Linked DNA regions of Zea mays: all the other regions are linked to region 4. The links are chromatin contacts, called in public Hi-C maps. All regions are on one chromosome and are shown on one strand. Each heading gives the region's core, a stretch centred on a gene start, on an enhancer-like site or on the middle of the called end of the contact. The rest is flanking DNA. Distances are from core to core; before and after follow the strand shown. Region 1 holds the start of LOC100280726. Region 2 holds the start of LOC100383458. Region 3 holds the start of LOC100191520 (putative mitochondrial-processing peptidase subunit beta mitochondrial). Region 4 holds the start of LOC100282042.

What was found. A called contact is a pair of places that touch in the nucleus more often than the background predicts.
Region 1: a contact with region 4 is called in a Hi-C map of ear, with 2.0 times the contacts expected there. The contact joins the promoter of LOC100280726 here to the promoter of LOC100282042 in region 4. A contact is called at or near these places in 2 of 25 Hi-C or Micro-C datasets (ear and tassel).
Region 2: a Hi-C map of ear shows a contact between it and region 4, with 3 times the contacts expected there. The contact joins the promoter of LOC100383458 here to the promoter of LOC100282042 in region 4. A contact is called at or near these places in 2 of 25 Hi-C or Micro-C datasets (ear and tassel).
Region 3: a Hi-C map of ear shows a contact between it and region 4, with 1.8 times the contacts expected there. The contact joins the promoter of LOC100191520 here to the promoter of LOC100282042 in region 4. A contact is called at or near these places in 2 of 25 Hi-C or Micro-C datasets (ear and tassel).

What each region holds. Positions count from the first base shown.
Region 1 is chr1:26,279,134-26,283,532 of Zm-B73-REFERENCE-NAM-5.0, reverse strand. It overlaps LOC100280726, which reads right to left and starts at 1,402. Exons shown (of 12, transcript NM_001397571.1): 1 at 1,183-1,402; 2 at 874-1,020; 3 at 569-763; 4 at 307-484; 5 at 1-200. The coding sequence starts at 1,322.
Region 2 is chr1:26,371,878-26,376,261 of Zm-B73-REFERENCE-NAM-5.0, reverse strand. LOC100383458 reads left to right here and starts at 2,525. Exons shown (of 7, transcript NM_001176106.1): 1 at 2,525-2,605; 2 at 2,815-3,469; 3 at 3,697-4,306. The coding sequence starts at 2,851. It overlaps LOC100273068, which reads left to right. Exons shown (of 3, transcript NM_001147517.1): 3 at 75-1,441. The coding sequence starts at 75. The coding sequence ends at 1,160.
Region 3 is chr1:25,688,694-25,692,904 of Zm-B73-REFERENCE-NAM-5.0, reverse strand. LOC100191520 (putative mitochondrial-processing peptidase subunit beta mitochondrial) reads left to right here and starts at 2,510. Exons shown (of 9, transcript NM_001136951.1): 1 at 2,510-3,289; 2 at 3,974-4,138. The coding sequence starts at 2,621. LOC100279890 (TPX2 (targeting protein for Xklp2) protein family) reads left to right here. Exons shown (of 9, transcript NM_001152842.1): 6 at 224-322; 7 at 431-588; 8 at 711-776; 9 at 911-1,350. The coding sequence ends at 1,013.
Region 4 is chr1:25,948,726-25,952,962 of Zm-B73-REFERENCE-NAM-5.0, reverse strand. It overlaps LOC100282042, which reads left to right and starts at 1,817. Exons shown (of 9, transcript NM_001154955.2): 1 at 1,817-2,002; 2 at 3,168-3,283; 3 at 3,399-3,450; 4 at 3,628-3,777; 5 at 4,047-4,237. The coding sequence starts at 1,906.

The sequences.
Region 1 (4,399 bases), core at 153-2,652, 330 kb before region 4:
GGAATGCAAGTCTCCCCCTCTGCTTCTTCAACAATAGCATTCTCGTTTAGTGACATCTCGTAGTCATTTTGGACAGTCTTGAACTGCTTGTTAGCAATTCTAAGAGATCCTTTTGAGACATAATAGACCTTTCCCAGCTCAAAAATCGGATAGAACTTCTTTGCAGCGTCATTAAACATGGTGGCTTGGATCTGGGTGCCCTGTGCATACACAAAATCAAAAAAAAAATAATATCAGTTCGTGAACCCGCGACAACTCATGAAAATACACACTTAAACTTGAGAACAATGCCATCAGACCGCTTACATCCTCATCGGTGAGCTCTACATTGAAGACACAGCCTTCTCCGCGAGCATTCCTGTAGGTTCTCAGGTTGCCTTTGCTCGTGACCCGCACCTTAATGACCCAGTTACCCTGGTAGGGGTTCAGAGTGATCAAAGGATGGACCCTCTTTGTCATGGAAAGGGGCTTGACAGGAGCAGTACTGCACGCAAAGGGTAACAAAGAACTGTAAATCTGAATCCTCAACAGACTCCGGCAGAAAATCGAACAGATTGCAGGTACTTACTTTCCACGCTGCTCATTCACGATCTGGGACGCAGACTTCACCTCCTGCTTGGGCTTCATAGCGAGTGGGGGAGTCACGCCCACGCATTCGTCCTTAGGCTTCAGCACAATTGGAGGCTCCTCTTTTTTGGCCTCGCCGTTGATCTCGGCGTCAAGCGCTTGGCACACAAGCTCGCATTTGATGACAACCAAGACTCTGGTAAACAAAGCACAGTGGTCCAGGAAACCGAGGGAAACGATGAATACGAGAACAGTTGCCAACATTAGTCTTCTCATGGCGACGAAAGAAGGATGGAGGGCACTTACTTGTCATCTTTGCCTTTGACGACGTTGCAAGTGTAGTCGATGATGCGGATGAGGCCGAGGTTCTTCAGGTTGCCAGAGCGGACCTCCGACCCGAAGTTGGTGGGAAGCATCGCCTTGATCTTATCCTTCCCGTCAGTTGCTGTGAAACTGCAAGGCATCAACACATACAAACAAAGGAAGGCTCGTCAGACCGGCCGACAAGAACCATATCAACTGCGCTAAGAACAGAACAGATCCGCCGCCCTACGTAACGAAAACTAGCAAAGATACTAGATCCAGCGCAGGGAGGGAAATGAGGTGAGAACTCACCTGAACCGGCTGCCCGTGCCGACGGACTTCAGGTCGAGGACCTGAACGACGAGATCGGTCACTGCGCCGTCGGAGCCCGCCGACGGGTGCGCCAGAATGTGAGACACAGCGACCGGCGTCACCAACTTGGCAGCGTCCATGGCCCCTCTTGCCTCTTTCCTCTCCCTGACGAATCGTCTCCCGGGGGAAAGAAGGTTTCGCGTGGATAGGTTGGGGCGTGGGGGGAACGTTGAGCGGCGGCGAAGATGCGTCGAGCTGCCAAGGCTACGCGCGCTTATAAGGTAGATTTGGGAAGGAAATGGCGGGAGGCGAGCAGCGCTCGGGGTTTTGCGCGTTTTTTAGCCTTGCCGCCGCGGGGTTCGCTGCTAGTTTCGTTTTGGCTCCGGTTGGCACACGCGGGGGGAGAAATTTGATTAGTTTTGGCGCCGGGGAAGGAGGCGGGCGCCGGCTGAGGTGCACGCAGCCACCGAATTTTTTTCATTTTGACCCTTTCTCGAAAGAAAAATCACGTTCGGACCCTAGAAAATTTTAATGTCATTTTTGAACTCTTTGCTCGGCGCCATAACTCATGGCGCCGAGGTAACACAGCTCGGCGCCATAGGCTATGGCGCCGAGGTACGTGCTGCGCTGGCGCAACCCGAACGTCGTAGCGTCGACGTGGCACCAAGCTCGGCGCCATAGATCTTGGTGCCGAGCTTGGCTGTGCAATCACAAATGCTGTCTAGCTTAGTCGGTAGAGTGTAAAGCTTTTAAACTTGTGGTTGTGGGTTCGAGCCCCATGGTGGGCTTTTAATTAATATTTTTTGTCTGTCACTAATTTATTTTTTTGTTGCCAGATTTTTCGTTTATGTCGGTGTTTTGTCCATCCAGATTTATTTATCATCTAGATTTTTTTGTTTATTTGGACAAAAACAAATGCTGGGTTTTTGTGACTGATTTTTCTACTAACTACGTAGAAGTACGCATAGTAGGTTGTGGTGGGATTAGTATTTTAGACTCATAATAATCTCTCCACCTATCTCGTCATTAAATCCATTGGTTAACATAACTTGACGCGGGCAAAAGCAGACTTTTCTTTTGGTCAGACTAGAAGACTACCGCTCATATTTCATCTCCGTTAATTAAATAGAGTCTTATTCTCAGTTTTGGAGAAATTAAACGTTTCTGGCAGCATGCCATCGTTCACGGCACGCTACCGATACAGAGATCCGATTCGCCGATCTACTTGCCAGGCAAAGCGTCAGGTTTGGCTTAAAATAAAACACTGCACCGGGACGCGGCTTGGTCTTTGCATGCTTCAGCGTCAGGTTTGGCTTAAAATAAAACACTGCACCGGGACGCGGCTTGGTCTTTGCATGCTTCGCTTTTAGATATGATTCGTGAATCGTGATTCGTAATACTGGTACTGACTCTGCCCTGCCCAGGCCAAAAGAAGTTTTTTTTCATAACGTCGGAGCAAGTACATATATCTGTAAAAGATCTTGGAAATTAACAGATGCATCATCTTCAGGCTGGCGCAAATCACAGACCGCATCAGTCTGTCAGTCACAGTCCATGACCGAATGCGGGCGTAAATCAGCGAATTCAGGCAAGGTAAGACAATTACTGCTAATCTACAACCAGGAGACTTTCTAGAGCGCTAAGTGCTGGACCTTCACATGATGAACTCTGAAGCATACATCAACTACATTCTAGGTGATTCCGTCCTCTCAAACGAAACAAAAGTTGTGTACAGTGTCAATTAGGTGATTCCGTCCTCTCGCTAATTACAAGTGATTTTAAACATTAAATAATATACTAAAAACTGAAGTACACCATTTAAAATGTTAAAAATATTTATATTATAAACAAGTGACTGTGTTAATCTTACATTACCAGTGACAAAGGCTCAAACCCACAACTTTAAGGTTAAAAGTCTTGCACTCTACCAACTGAGCTAGACAAGCTTTGCTGTTATATATCCGAGCTCGGCGCCATAGACCTTGGCGCCGAGCTCGGTGCCACATCAGCGCCACGTTGTCTGGGTTGTACCAGCGCAGCACGTACCTCGGTGCCATAGTGAAAGTAGCCTAGAGGGGGGGTGAATAGGCTAATCTGAAAATTTTCACAACAAACTTCGAAAGATTGTTAGATACACAGTTCGACTGGTGCAGGCCGGTTCAACAGCTACGTGCGCAAGTTGAACCACTCTGAACCAATCCAACTGTTTTATAAACTTTAGACTAAAATCTACTCGAAAAAGTATTTCGCAAGTTCTTGAGAGAAGTAAGATATAGCTAAGTGAGGATGAAAAGATGAATATGTAGAGGCTATTTTACTTCTAGATAAGCTCTACGGAAAAATCTTTATGTCAACCTTGCAAGTAAAAATATCTCAAGTCAAAACAAGCAAGAACACAAGACACAAGATTTAATTCGAGGTTCGGCCACACCACAAAGGTATCCTACTCCCCGTTGAGGAGCCCACAAAGGGCCGGGTCTTTTTCAACCCTAATCCTCCAAAAGCCGACCACAAAGGTCAAGGCAATCTCTTCTTATCTTAGCTCAAAGAGCGGGTGATACAAACTTCTTAGGGTCGTCCACAAATTTGGAGACTCCCAAGCAACCTCAAAGATCTTGAAACCTAGGGTTTCAAGAACACCAAGAACGCACAAGAGGGGTTTGCACAAGCTCAAGTCTTTGAAAGAGAGATGGGAGAGGAAAACCAAATCGTGAGCACAAGCACAAACCTCACACCCAAGAGCTCCTCCAACAAGGTTGAATCTTGAGGAAGATTTAAGTGTGAGAGAGATGGAGAGATGAGTGCTTTGTCTCAAGTTAGGTGAGCAATAAATGAGTGAGTGTTCATCCGTATTGAAGAAGAGAGAGAGGGGGGTCTATTTATAGTCACGGCTCAAAAACTAGCCGTTTGACCAAAAACCCCGCTGAAAACCGGTTGAACCGCCCCCTAGGGCGGTTGAACCGCCCCCTGACAGGTCAGCAAACTGTCTGCCAGTCTGACTGGCAGACTGACCTGCAGGCGAGTCAGACAGGCCAGGACCGGTTGAACCGCCCCCCTAGGGCGGTTGAACCGCCCCCTGAAACCCCTGGCGACCTGACTGCCAGTCTGACTGGCAGACTGCAGATTAGAAGTCAGAGGGTCAGAGACCAGTTGAGCTGCCCCCGAGGACCAGTTTAGCTGGTCTAGACCAGAGAGTTTTGGAGAGAAAATCCCAGCT
Region 2 (4,384 bases), core at 1,276-3,775, 420 kb before region 4:
GTTTGTTCTATATTCTATAGTAGCTACTCATGAATTTTTTTTAAGCTTTAGTAATTGTATTTTGCATGTTGCAGATGTCTAATCTCTCACACACCTCAAAGGAAGATACTTCACCTGAGGGTTCAGGTACTACCGAGAGAACTGGAGCCTGGAGTAACATGTTGAACACTCTTATGCAGCAAGCCTCAATCTATGGTGTGGCTGCTGGGTATTGTTTATCAGCGTCGCTGCTCTCGATCATCAACAAATGGGCAATCATGAAATTTCCATATCCTGGAGCCCTGACAGCTCTGCAGTATTTCACTAGTGTTGCTGGAGTTCTCCTATGCGGACAGCTCAAGCTCATTGAGCATGACGGCCTTAATTTGAGGACAATGTGGAAGTTCTTACCTGCTGCTGTGATGTTCTATATCTCCATCTTCACAAACAGTGAACTCCTGCTTCACGCCAACGTGGATACTTTCATTGTGTTCCGCTCTGCTGTGCCTATATTTGTCGCGATAGGAGAGACGTTGTATCTCCATCAGCCATGGCCATCACTCAAGACATGGCTTTCACTCTCCACAATACTTGGTGGAAGTGTGATCTATGTTTTCACAGACAACCAATTCACTGTGACTGCTTACACCTGGGCAGTGGCCTACCTAGCAAGCATGTCCATTGATTTCGTGTACATCAAGCATGTTGTAATGACCATTGGGCTGAACACATGGGGCCTTGTGCTATACAACAACCTTGAGGCTTTGATGCTATTCCCACTCGAGCTTCTAGTAATGGGAGAATTTGATCAGATGAAGGTCGACAGCTCCAAAGTGTCAAACTGGCTTTCATTTGATGTGGTCCTCCCTGTTGCTCTCTCATGCCTGTTTGGACTATCAATATCCTTCTTCGGATTCTCCTGCAGACGAGCTATTTCTGCTACTGGGTTCACAGTGCTTGGCATAGTGAACAAGCTCCTAACTGTTGTGATTAATTTGCTTATCTGGGACAAGCATGCCTCTTTTGTGGGTACCATTGGGCTCTTGATATGCATGTCAGGTGGTGTGCTCTATCAGCAATCCACCACGAAACCGAAGGCACCCAAGGTTGAGCCGAAGGAAGAGAACGACGAGGAGCAGCAGAAATTGCTGCAGATGCAGGGAGTTCAAGAGAGTTCATAAACCTTACAAAGAAAGTACAACTACAAAGAAGCATATGGCTAGTACTCGGAAAGAGGACAGCCTCACCTGAGCGTTTTTGTATTGACTAGTACTTGGGAAGAAGCATATGGATGAATGTAGTCATGAACTAGGAGCTACAAAATCCCATGTTTTAGATATTAGAAGTCATGGAGGGGACCTAATTATCACTGTGCAATTCTTTATTACTATACTACCACTTCCATTTGTAACGCAAAATTGTTATGATAGGATGGCAAATATACCTGCATTGAATACTTCCTATACGAAAGCATCTATCTCATACAGTTCGGTGACGGTGATACTATGATCTATGTTTAGTCATTTCTCTGCTGGAGTTTCCCTATTTGTTCTGTACCTTATTGTTGGTGATGAAGCCATTGGTTCTTTTGCTGAAAAGAAAGTTTTGTAATCATCGATGTTGGTGCATAAGGGCAGCTCCATTGTGCTTTCTAAGCCGGTGCAAAGAGCACAGTTTTTTTATTTGTTTGGGCTGCAAGGAGTTTACACATTGGAGACCTTTTATGTTTCTAACAAAGCACACGTTGACGTGACAATTTTGTAGTACCTTGTTATGAGAAAATCCTGTAACTCTGCAATTTTGTACCTTGTCAAATATGATGCTATTGAAGTAACTTTGCTTGCTCTTGGCGTATGCATTGCAATTTTACTGTGCTCCCGGGCAAATTTTTTACTGTGCTGAAAATCTGAAAGCGAAGCCGTTCAAGTAGCTTTGCTTGGGCACTTGGCAACGTATCCCATCAGGACAATTAAAATAACGACCGCATTAAAATGATAATAGTAGAGTTGGCTGTTGTGCAAATACTACTTTGAAGTCCCCGCAAGAAGAAATATTGATGAAGTCTTCGAATAGAAGAACCAGGGTTCGTAAAAAATGCAAGTGTAGTGTAGGCACAACTGTCTTTGCGGTAAGGAATGTCAGAATCGGTTTGATTCTCTTTTCTAAAGTTTAAACCTCTAAATTTTTTAAAGTACTTTAATAGAGTGTTCGGAACTGCTTAACCTCATAATTTGTATCGCCGTCATTGCGGCCTTTATTCATTCCCAACTTCCGTCCGATCCATTTGCGGCCGAGATTCTCCCAAGATGTGGTTTCTATTCTATCGCCGTCATTGCGCTCTCCTCCCGTTGTAAACCCAAAGACCTTCGTCGCACGGACCCGTCCTTGCTAATTGCTCACTCCATCGGCGCCGGGTCATCCTCGTGGCCCCGTGCCGCACCGCGAAACCAAAATCTCGCAATCCTAACCTACCCCAGCGACCTAGCGCCGTCGTCGCTCGACCTCCCCTCGCCGCGCCGGGCCCCCCAGAGGGTCTCAGGCCATAGCGAGGAGCCGGGGTTCCGCTCCGACCCGAATCCGAGCCTCCCCCAGGACGCAGCGGGTCTCGTTTCCGTACTCGTAGCAGGTAATCGCGGAGCTCTCCTCCTCCTCGTTCTTTGCTCTGTCAGTGGCGATGCTACTACTATTGGTTCGATCCCTGCTTAGGTTTGATCTAGGGTTTGGAGTTTTTGAGGTGATTTCATTATGCCAATCGCGTTATCGCGCGTAGTTTTGTTTTGGTTTTAATCGGGCGCTTACTGTTGACGAGGTCTGATTAAAATTTCAACTTTCCAGGAAGTTTCGCGCGAGGGATTGATTGTCGAGCTAGAGATGTACGGGCAGGGAGGGAGCTTCAATCCACACTATCGCCATGGCCCGCCTCCGCCCCAGCAGCAAGCTGGGGTAACTGGGTCCTTCCCCCAGCAACCTGTGCCACCGCCTCGGCCACCTTACCCACAGCACCCTGGAGTGCGGCCTCCGGCTGGGCCGTACCAGCATGGCGTGCTGCCACATCAGAACCAGCCATACCCCTTTGCGCAGCATGGTCGGATGCACCAGATGCCAATGCTTCCGCCACAGCAGAGAGGTTATGGGTCGATGCCAATGCCAGGGTCGCTGCCTCCGCAACAAGCTATGCATCAGGCCCCTCCACAGTATCCGCCCCTCCCTCCACCTCCACCTCGGCCGCCTGGCTTTGTTCATGATAATGTGCTGCCTCCATCTCTGCCTCCTCCTCCTCCTCCTTCTCCACCACCACCACCACCACCACCACCACCAGAAGCAGCAGCAGCAGCATCATATTCTCCTCCTCACACACTTGTTGTTGCACAGTCATGCGGCGCAGAGGCAGAAGCAAAAGAAGGTGCATCTGAAGGTGGTCGTTTTGCCAAAACTCTGGAAGCAGCTACTCAGCTAATTGTTTCTGATGACTCAGATATGGACATGGATGGTTAGCACTCCCCTTTCCCTCCCCTATCTCAGTACAGTGATACTATTACTCTGTTTGAAACTTGCACATTATTTACACTGCTGCATTTGGTGTCACAGCAATGTCATCTGATAGTCCATACGGTGAAAAACATCACTGTGCATGAATGTTGTACCTGACTTTGGCATTTTAGATTATTTTTCACTTCGACATGTTTCTAAACATTGACTTTGTAATGCAATTTCCAGGGGATGAGGACTCTCCATCAAAGCAGCCCCTTACCCCAGAAACTTCTTTGCCTGTGACTGTTGAATGTACTGGAAATGTTAATGTGTCAAAGTTCAGTGATGTTTCAACTGAGGACAATGCTAAAACTGCGGATGCAACTGAGGACAATGCTAAAACTGCGCATGCAACTGAGGACGGTGGGAGCACATTCCAACTGATACAAGGTTATGGCTCCGATGACAGTGCAAATGAGGCTGATGCTGGTCCTGGCAGTGCTAATACCCTTGTGACATTGCCTGAAGATAACCTGCATGGTCATTTAAGTGATAGTAATACTGAGTTTGATTATCAGAAACATGTTAATGCAAAAGGAAATGTGAATACCCCTCATGGCACTGAGCAAAATGGTAAGGCTGAAAATTATCATCTCAAGGTTGAGAGCAACCCAGTGAAGCATGGCACAGATGTACTTGGGCATCTGGCCAAAGAAGATACAAGTGGCAGTGAAATTGAGGGAGGTCAAAGTAGTAAAAGGCATGGGAGGATACAAAAGAAACGAACCCGGAGCATCTCACCTCAGGGTAGAAGTGGTAGTCCAGTGGGGGCAAACAAGAGCAGTCCATCCCAAAGGTATGGTGCCTCTGCCTTGTACCTACCTTGAATTTTAAATAGATGCATCAGTTCATCTGTGTAATTGTATTTCCGTAT
Region 3 (4,211 bases), core at 1,261-3,760, 260 kb after region 4:
TGGGAAGAGGGCTTGTGTCAACAACTTAGCATATGTCCATGTGATACTGGGAAATTGCTACTTATGAATGTCCTTATTATTCTCATGGCAATAGCTTATTAGGAAAGTCGAAATAGTATCAAAGTCCTATGGAATATAATTGCCTGATGTTTCTTTGGGACTGCAAAGTTTTTTTTAGCATCTTAGTAAAATGACGATTTTTTACTCATTCTCTCCATTTCAGTGTTTGATAAAGCCTGCAGTCAAAGAAAGAACTGAGCCGGTAGACCTTGTTTTGCATAGCGATGTGCGTGCGCTTGAACGTGCAGAATTTGATCAGCATGTGAGCCTCTTAAAAACTCATTTTACATACTTTATTATCTGAGGTGTAATGTCGTTGGAGTTAATTGATATACCTAAATATTTAATCATGTCCTTTTTGAGTAATTAGGTTTTGGAAAGGAACAAGTTCGCTGAGCAACAAAGACTAGAATGGGAGAGGCAACAGGAATTAGAGGAAGAAGAAAGGATAAGGCAACTGAGGAGGACCGAGCTGGTTCCTAAAGCTCAACCCATGCCATACTTTGACCGCCCCTTCATCCCCAAAAGGTGATGACCATGTTAGATTTTGAATCTTTCACAGTACTGTTGGTTTAATACCCCAATACTTGAGAGATGTATTATCATTTACACAACTAACTGTTAATTTCTGATCCGTTTTATCGTTATAGGTCGACTAAACCGGCTACAGTTCCCATGGAACCGAAATTCCACCTCAGGCCAGAAAAGATATCCTGGTGAGTTTTTACTGTCAAAAATATAACTAAGTTGGCATATTTGTGCACAAAACTTGTTTCCCGAGCCACTGTATTTATTTATTTGTGCAAAGCATGCTCACCATGCTTGGTTATGTGTCAATGGTGGCTGACAGTTACTGTCGACAGCAATGTATGGAGCTTGGAAAGCTGAATCCACAACAGCAGTGCCAACATCCACTATGGCAATCGAGAAGTACAGAGCATCAACACACATGATCCAAAAAATGTTTCCATCCCTGTCTTCGTCATTCTTGATTCGTCGTCTTCCATATGTGAAGAAATTGCTATCAGGCGTGTTTTTCAGCTTTGCTCGGATCGCCTGGCCTCTAATTTCTGTTATGTACATGCATATGCAAATCGTTGGCTCTGTGCTTCAGATGCAATCCCACCAAGGTTGGAATTTTGCTGCCCAAGAAACTGATCAAGAAATTCAAAGATGAATTTCGGTGGTACATTATTGACTTCAGATGAATAGTCGAGTAATCTGTTGCTGTTGCTGACTTGGTTGTGTATGGGCATAAGTGTAGGTGTAGCAAACTGAAACTTTGCACAATTAAATTTCTGCACTCCAACATGTTCATTACATGTGCACTCGTTCCTCGCGCGAAAAACCCATGGTCAACACGAACCGTTTATATCAGACTCATCTAACTTCGACTAAATTTACATCTACCTTACGAAATAAATCTATTATGAAAACATATATTAATATTATAATTATAATGCAATTTATAAATCTAATTTGTCGTGAGTGTATTTTTCAATAAAACTGGTCAAGTTGAATGTTATTATGTTGATGTCAATGGAATGTGTTCATAAAAAAATGCATGTACTCACGGAAACTCCAGGTCACACAATGGAATCGTTCAGGGCCCAGCCTGCTCAGGCACGACCCTGACTTTCAGAGCAACCAATAATGCTTAGCTTAACGTCCAGCCCGATTAGTCTTAGGTCCCGTTTGGTTTGAGGGACTAAAACATTTTAGTCTCATTTAATTTCTAAATTGTTAAACGGTAGAATTAAACTGCTTTAGTCCATAGTCCCTCAAGAGGTAGCTAAAAGAGACTAAATCATATTAATTCTACATTTGTCACTCATTTAGTACAATTGTACTAATAGCAGGAGAATGTTAAAGGTCATTTTAGTCTTCTTATAAGTTATTTAGTATATTCTTACTAATTTTAGTCTCTAAAGTTTAGTCCCTAGACTAAAGAGACCAAACATGGCCTTAGCCCCCGTTTAGTTTGAGGGACTAAAGATTAGTTCATCCATTTTAGTTATATTTACTCTCTAATTTACCAAACCGTATGACTAAAATAGAGACTAAATTGTTTTAGTATTTAGTCCCTCAAGTAGTGACTAAAAGAGATTAAATCATATAAATTCTAATTTTTGCCCCTTTATTTCAGTTGCACTATAACGTGAGAATGTTAAGTGGTATTTTAGTCCTATTATGATTCATTTAATATGTTTTAAATAGTTTTAGTCTATATAATAAATAGGATAGAGACTAACTTTAGTCTTCTAACTAAATTTTAGTCTATAACCAAACGGAGGCTATATCATGTTCGGTATATTTCATGTCCACACAAGGCAAAGCCTCTCAAAACAATAGTAGAATGGCGTAGCCTTTCTCTATGACACGTGCCCCTTCCCCCCTCTTAAGCTAAGGGACCCTTGGGCAGCCCGGCATCTTCTCCACCCTCTGCCCCTCTCGATTTCTTCTTCCCATCTCCCAATCCATCGCAACCCAAACCCTACTCCAGGCAGATCTCCGTCTCCGCCGCCGCTGCCGGCGTGAGCACAGCATCAGATCCGCTGTGATGGCGTTCCGCCGCATCCTATCCACCGCGGTGCGCCGCCGCTCGGCCGTGGCCGCCGCGGCGGCCGGGAACGCGCGCGAGGCCTCCACGGCCGTCGCTGCGGCGCCAGGTGTGCTCGCCCCCGATGCGACCGCGGTGCGCGCTCCCGTGATGCCGTATGACCGCATCGCCGACGCCGTCAACGCCAGGCTCCGGCGGCTCGAGCACCCAGACCCGCGCTTCCTCCGCTACGCCAGCCCCGTGCCGTCCCACGCGGACCACATGGCCATCCTTGCGGCGCCAGAGACCCGGGTCACCACACTGCCCAACGGCCTGCGCATCGCCACGGAGTCTTCCCTCGCCGCGCGCACGGCTACGGTCGGCGTGTGGATCGATGCGGGCAGCAGGTACGAGAACGAGGAGGCGGTCGGCGTCGCGCATTTTGTCGAGCACATGCTGTTCAAGGGCACGGGGAAGCGCAGCGCCGCGCAGCTGGAGCTGGAGATCGAGGACATGGGTGGCCACCTTAATGCGTACACGTCGCGGGAGCAGACGACCTACTACGCCAAGGTGCTTGACAAGGACGTGCCCCGTGCGATGGAGGTCCTCTCGGACATCCTCCAGAACTCTAATCTCGACCAGGCCCGCATTGAACGTGAGCGCGAAGTGATCCTACGAGAGATGGGGGAGGTATGCACCCTGATTTTGTAGTCTTATAGATATCTTTTTATTCAAAATTCTCATTTTTTGTGCTGTGTCAACCAGTTCGGGTAATAATCACTAATCAGGCATTTGTTCTATCTATGCTCATTGCTCTCTATGGTTAACTGTTGAACTTTTCACCGAGAAAGTTTTTATCGTCTTAATGAATATGGTTTTATTTACCTCAGATAAGATGCACTATGTCTTCTATGGCGTGTGATGAAGATCTTTCTGGTTTGCTGTTAACATTTCTACTAATCTTAAAGCTATATCATAATGAGGACTATGCATTTTGACATGTGAGAATTTTCTGGAAAATTTAGAGTAGGGAGGTGAGGTGAGTAGTCTGCTAGGTGTTTGTTCCTCTTAAACTCGTTGAGAAGTTAAAGAGCTGAGTGAAAAAATATTTGTTCAAGTGACAAGGAGATGAAAGAGTTGAAGACATCTAGCCGTTGCACACATCGACACTTAACGCCAGAGTGTTATCAGTATACCCGAGTCTCTTAAGCAATTTGTTTTGGATCCTTTGCTCAATACATTCATCAAACCTTACAATTTTGCTTGTTAGTAATTCTCAATTTGTTTAACCAGCCAAGGTGTTCTGTACAGTAAAATGTATGTGTTCTACGAAATTCTTCACATAATTCTTCGGTCTATTTCTTCCTTGCATAGGTTGAGGGACAGTCTGAGGAAGTTATATTTGATCATCTCCATGCAACTGCATTCCAATATACATCTCTTGGCAGACCAATCTTGGGTTCTGCAGAGAATGTCAAGTCAATCACCAAAGAGGACCTTGAGAACTACATTGCAACTCATTATACAGCTCCTAGAATGGTACATGATTTCAACTGTGTTGCTTCTGCACCATTTTATGTTCCTGTTATTGGAGTATGATGGAAGTACTTTT
Region 4 (4,237 bases), core at 568-3,067:
GGAGCAAGTTGTGATTTTCCTTTTTTCTTCCCTTTTCTACATTTATTATTCATATAACATGTTCCCCTTAAATGCATCAATAGGGTGTTCGGCCGAGGAAAGAGGTTGTCCATCATTTTCTTACTCCTCATCTTGCTCATCAACCATGGTTGTTCTGTCTTGTCCTTTGAGAAGTGAGTGGAGGGTAGGATCCCGCCTTCTTATATTCGTCACGTTACAACTCTTATCCTTCGATTCCGCAACGAAGGAACTATGGCTTGGTATGGTAGGAGGATGGATATGCTTTGTAGCAGAATCAGATGCTGGATTTATATTCTCTTTTCTATTCTTTTCAAGCGAGAAACGACTAATTCATGAGGAACTCCCGGTTATATTCTATTCATTATACTTGCCTTGGTTGTTCCGAATCTAGGGACGAGCAGGGATTAGTATAGTATAGAAGTGACTCATGAATTACAACTCTTATCCTTGATTATTATATTATAGTGTGGAAGACGAAGATCTTAAAGAAGAAAAGATGGCTTTTCCTACTTTTCGCGCTCGCGTAGTTCGATTACCTCATCCCACCGATGGGGATGGACAAATGCAACGCGAGCGCGAACAGCGTGGACAACGAGAACGTACACAAGGCGGGCATGGTGATGAACGGGTTGCCCATCAGTGTGTACGCATAGGAGACGTTGGGGTGTGCGGCAGCCATGTCCACAGGTTGATGAGCAAGATGCTCGGGCGCATTGGGGATTCACCGCTGATCAGGTTCGGCACATACACATGTGGAGCGTGCGCCGTGTTAGGCACACTCAAGTGGGACATGGCCACTGTCATGGAGTACAAGGCCCTTGCAGCAGGCCGTCGACTACTATGTCAGAGGCACGATGCAGAATATCCAAAGATAACTATTATCAATAATTAGCCAATATAAACTATTTACAAATCTTTACTAATGTTTACAAAATAGCATCTCCCTATATCATTGTTTTTGAGGAAAAAATGGCGTATTAGTATTGACACATCGCACATCCATAGGAAATCTCTTAATTGATTAATAATATTTTGTTGACCACATGTGTAGCTATTAGACAATATATGGGTTTGATATATGAACATGTACGGTGTTTAGTTGCTTATTCTACTTTGTTCTAATTGATGAATAAAAAATGAATGAGTCTTTCCTCCTTTTCCTCCTGTCGGGAGAGCACATCTCATGAAGTGATCCAAAATTAATTACTACTAATGCTTTTATCAGCGGTGTTCGTGTACCGTCGCAACGCACGAGCAACTAACTAGAACAAATAATATTTCATTGAATGATTTATATTCTATCGCAATGCATGACACTCTACTATCATATATAGAACTAATGGTTGCAATGTGCTGGTGAAATAGTTAGATTAAAATAACAATATAACACACATTTGTCCTAAACCCTAAAACCATAAACCCTAAACAATCAAAAGTGTGATAAATATGACACAAATCACCATCAAAATCGGTTCAGTATTAGTTGTTGGTAAAGATTTTAGCGAGGTTGATGACAATATATATATATATAGTTCATTTTCATGTAATCGTTATGAATTAATATTTCATTAAATGATTTATATTCTATCGCAATGCATGACACTCTACTATTATATATAGAACTAATGGTTGCAATGTGCTGGTGAAATAGTTAGATTAAAATAACAATATAACACATATTTATACATAATTTATCGTGATATTATATGTTTCCGTTGTAACACACGGTCACTCACGTAGTTTGATATTATATAGGTAGTGCACTCCTGCCTTCTCGTGGCAGAAACGTGACCAAAGCCGTGTCCATGGCGCGCCGTTCTAAACCCTAAACCTTTCGACCTGCTTTATACTAGACCTCATCGAGAATCTCACGCGTCGGCGACCATGGCGGCGTCTCCGTCTTCTCCCCATGCCGCCCCCGGAGTTAGCGGCCAGAGCCTGTCCCCCTCAGCGCCGTCTCCCCACCTCCCCAACTATTTCAGTAAGTGCCCGCCTTTTCCCCCTCCGCCTCAGACAGAGTGGGAACGGATGGTTGATAAAATGTGAGGTTGAGACTTAGGATCTCGATCTGGTTGATGTTAAATTGTGATTAGCTGATTATACTTGTTGGGAAATGGGTAACCACTTGTCCTTGCCTACTTTCTTTTTGGTTAGAAAAATGACTTGTTTCTGCGACTGCACACAGCCAACTTATGATTCTGTTATGACAATTGATGTATCATATAATTTAGCACGCTCTGTTATTTAATGGTAGCTTATTGTTTTGACGATGGATTGCCCATTTATTCTCAAAAGTAAGGGTGAAAGTGCGGTCATTTTTCATCTTCGCTAAAGTAGTCTGCATGGCGGGAGCTGTTCAAAGCATTTTATTAGCTAAATTAGTTCTCTGTAACTTTCACTTGCATGTTCAAAGCATGCGCCAAATCTCTTACTTTCCCTGCTTATTCTTTTTTCTTCCAATCCTGTCCGCTTAAGATTTTCTCTTCCAACCCTTGGATTGGTGGTCAGATTGAGCTAATACTCAACTTTGCTAATTTGGGGTGCGTTTGGTTGCGGGACAGCTAGGACAGGGTCGTCCCCTTACGTCATCTCTCGTCCCTCTAATTTTGAGGGACAACAGGGGACAACACTGGATAGTCATGTCCCAACCCTTGACCCAGAACCAAACAACCTAATTTAAGGGATCGTCCCATCCCATCCCGTCCTGTCATTGCAACCAAACGCATGGTTGGTTGATGGCAAGGTACAGTGGGAAATTGAGTGTTCTCATGGTGAGAGGTTGAAGCATACTGGAGCTTAGTACTTTGGCCTCGTGAGTTTAAATGTTGATCGAACTAAATCTGGGATTTTCTTGACGCAAAAGAGACTACTTGTGCATATTTATTATGTTTTGTTTTCCATTGGGTGGTTATTCAGTAAAATGCTCTTCAACAAGTACATTGCAGATATATTTTTTTAGATTAGTTATTTATTTCATTCTTAAACGGCGAGGGTAAATTTGTCTATATTTTCCATTATTAATTTTACCAGATTATCAACAAGGTAGACCATAAATAGGGACCTGCATTTGTATCAGTTACCAGGAAGTATAGCACACTTTCCAGAATGTGCACTGAAATTATACTGAGACCTAACTTATGGTGCAGTGTGGAGAGAATTTGTCTGGGGAGGAATGGCAGGTGCATTTGGGGAAGGCATGATGCATCCAGTTGACACTCTGAAAACAAGGCTTCAGAGTCAAGCTATAATGACAGGGGCTAAGGTGTGAGATTGTTTCAACTTTGCTTGTTCACATAAAGTTTAACACTTACAATCGTAATGCACGATTTTGATACATGGTTGTTGAACTTTTCTTCATCTATTCCTACAAGGCTCAGAAGAATATATTCCAGATGGTCAGGACAGTTTGGGCTTCTGATGGTCTAAGAGGTTAGGGAATGAAAATTAAAAAGGGAAAGTTGAGAGCTCATGCTGTCTTCTTTTAATTTAAAACAAACTAAAAAGTTTCAAAGCACATGAGCTCAGTAACTGCCAAAAAATACACAGTTCTACACTAATAGGCATCAATAGTGATCTTGATAACTATTGCGGTTGACCTGTTTTCAGGTTTTTACAGAGGAATCAGCCCAGGTGTTACTGGATCTCTTGCGACTGGCGCTACATATTTCGGTATTATTGAATCAACCAAAGCATGGTTGGAGATTGCTAATCCTAATCTAAGTGGACACTGGTCACATTTTATCGCTGGAGCGATTGGTAAGCACTCTATTTTCTATTTTCTATTTTCTGTATTTTATTTACTTTTTGAAAAAAAAAATATGACACTGCTTAATGTAGTTAGATTTGTACTTGTTTTTTTTCTGCATGGGGACTTTATATCTGCACCAACAAACTTTTCTAGCACCCCCCTTTTGTTAGTTACGATACTTTGCTGGTGTAGGTTCTGTTGGAATGCATGATGTCTCAAAGATAATTTCTTATGTCGCTTCCTGGATACCACATATATGTTTCATTCTTGATTCCAGGTGATACACTTGGATCCTTTGTCTATGTGCCTTGCGAAGTCATGAAACAAAGAATGCAAATCCAAGGCACCCAAAAATCTTGGGCATCAGCTGTAGCCAAAGGAAATATTTCTCAAACTCATGGGATAGAGATGTATGGGTACTACAATGGAATGTTCCATGCTGGCTGTTCTATCTGGAGAGACCATGGC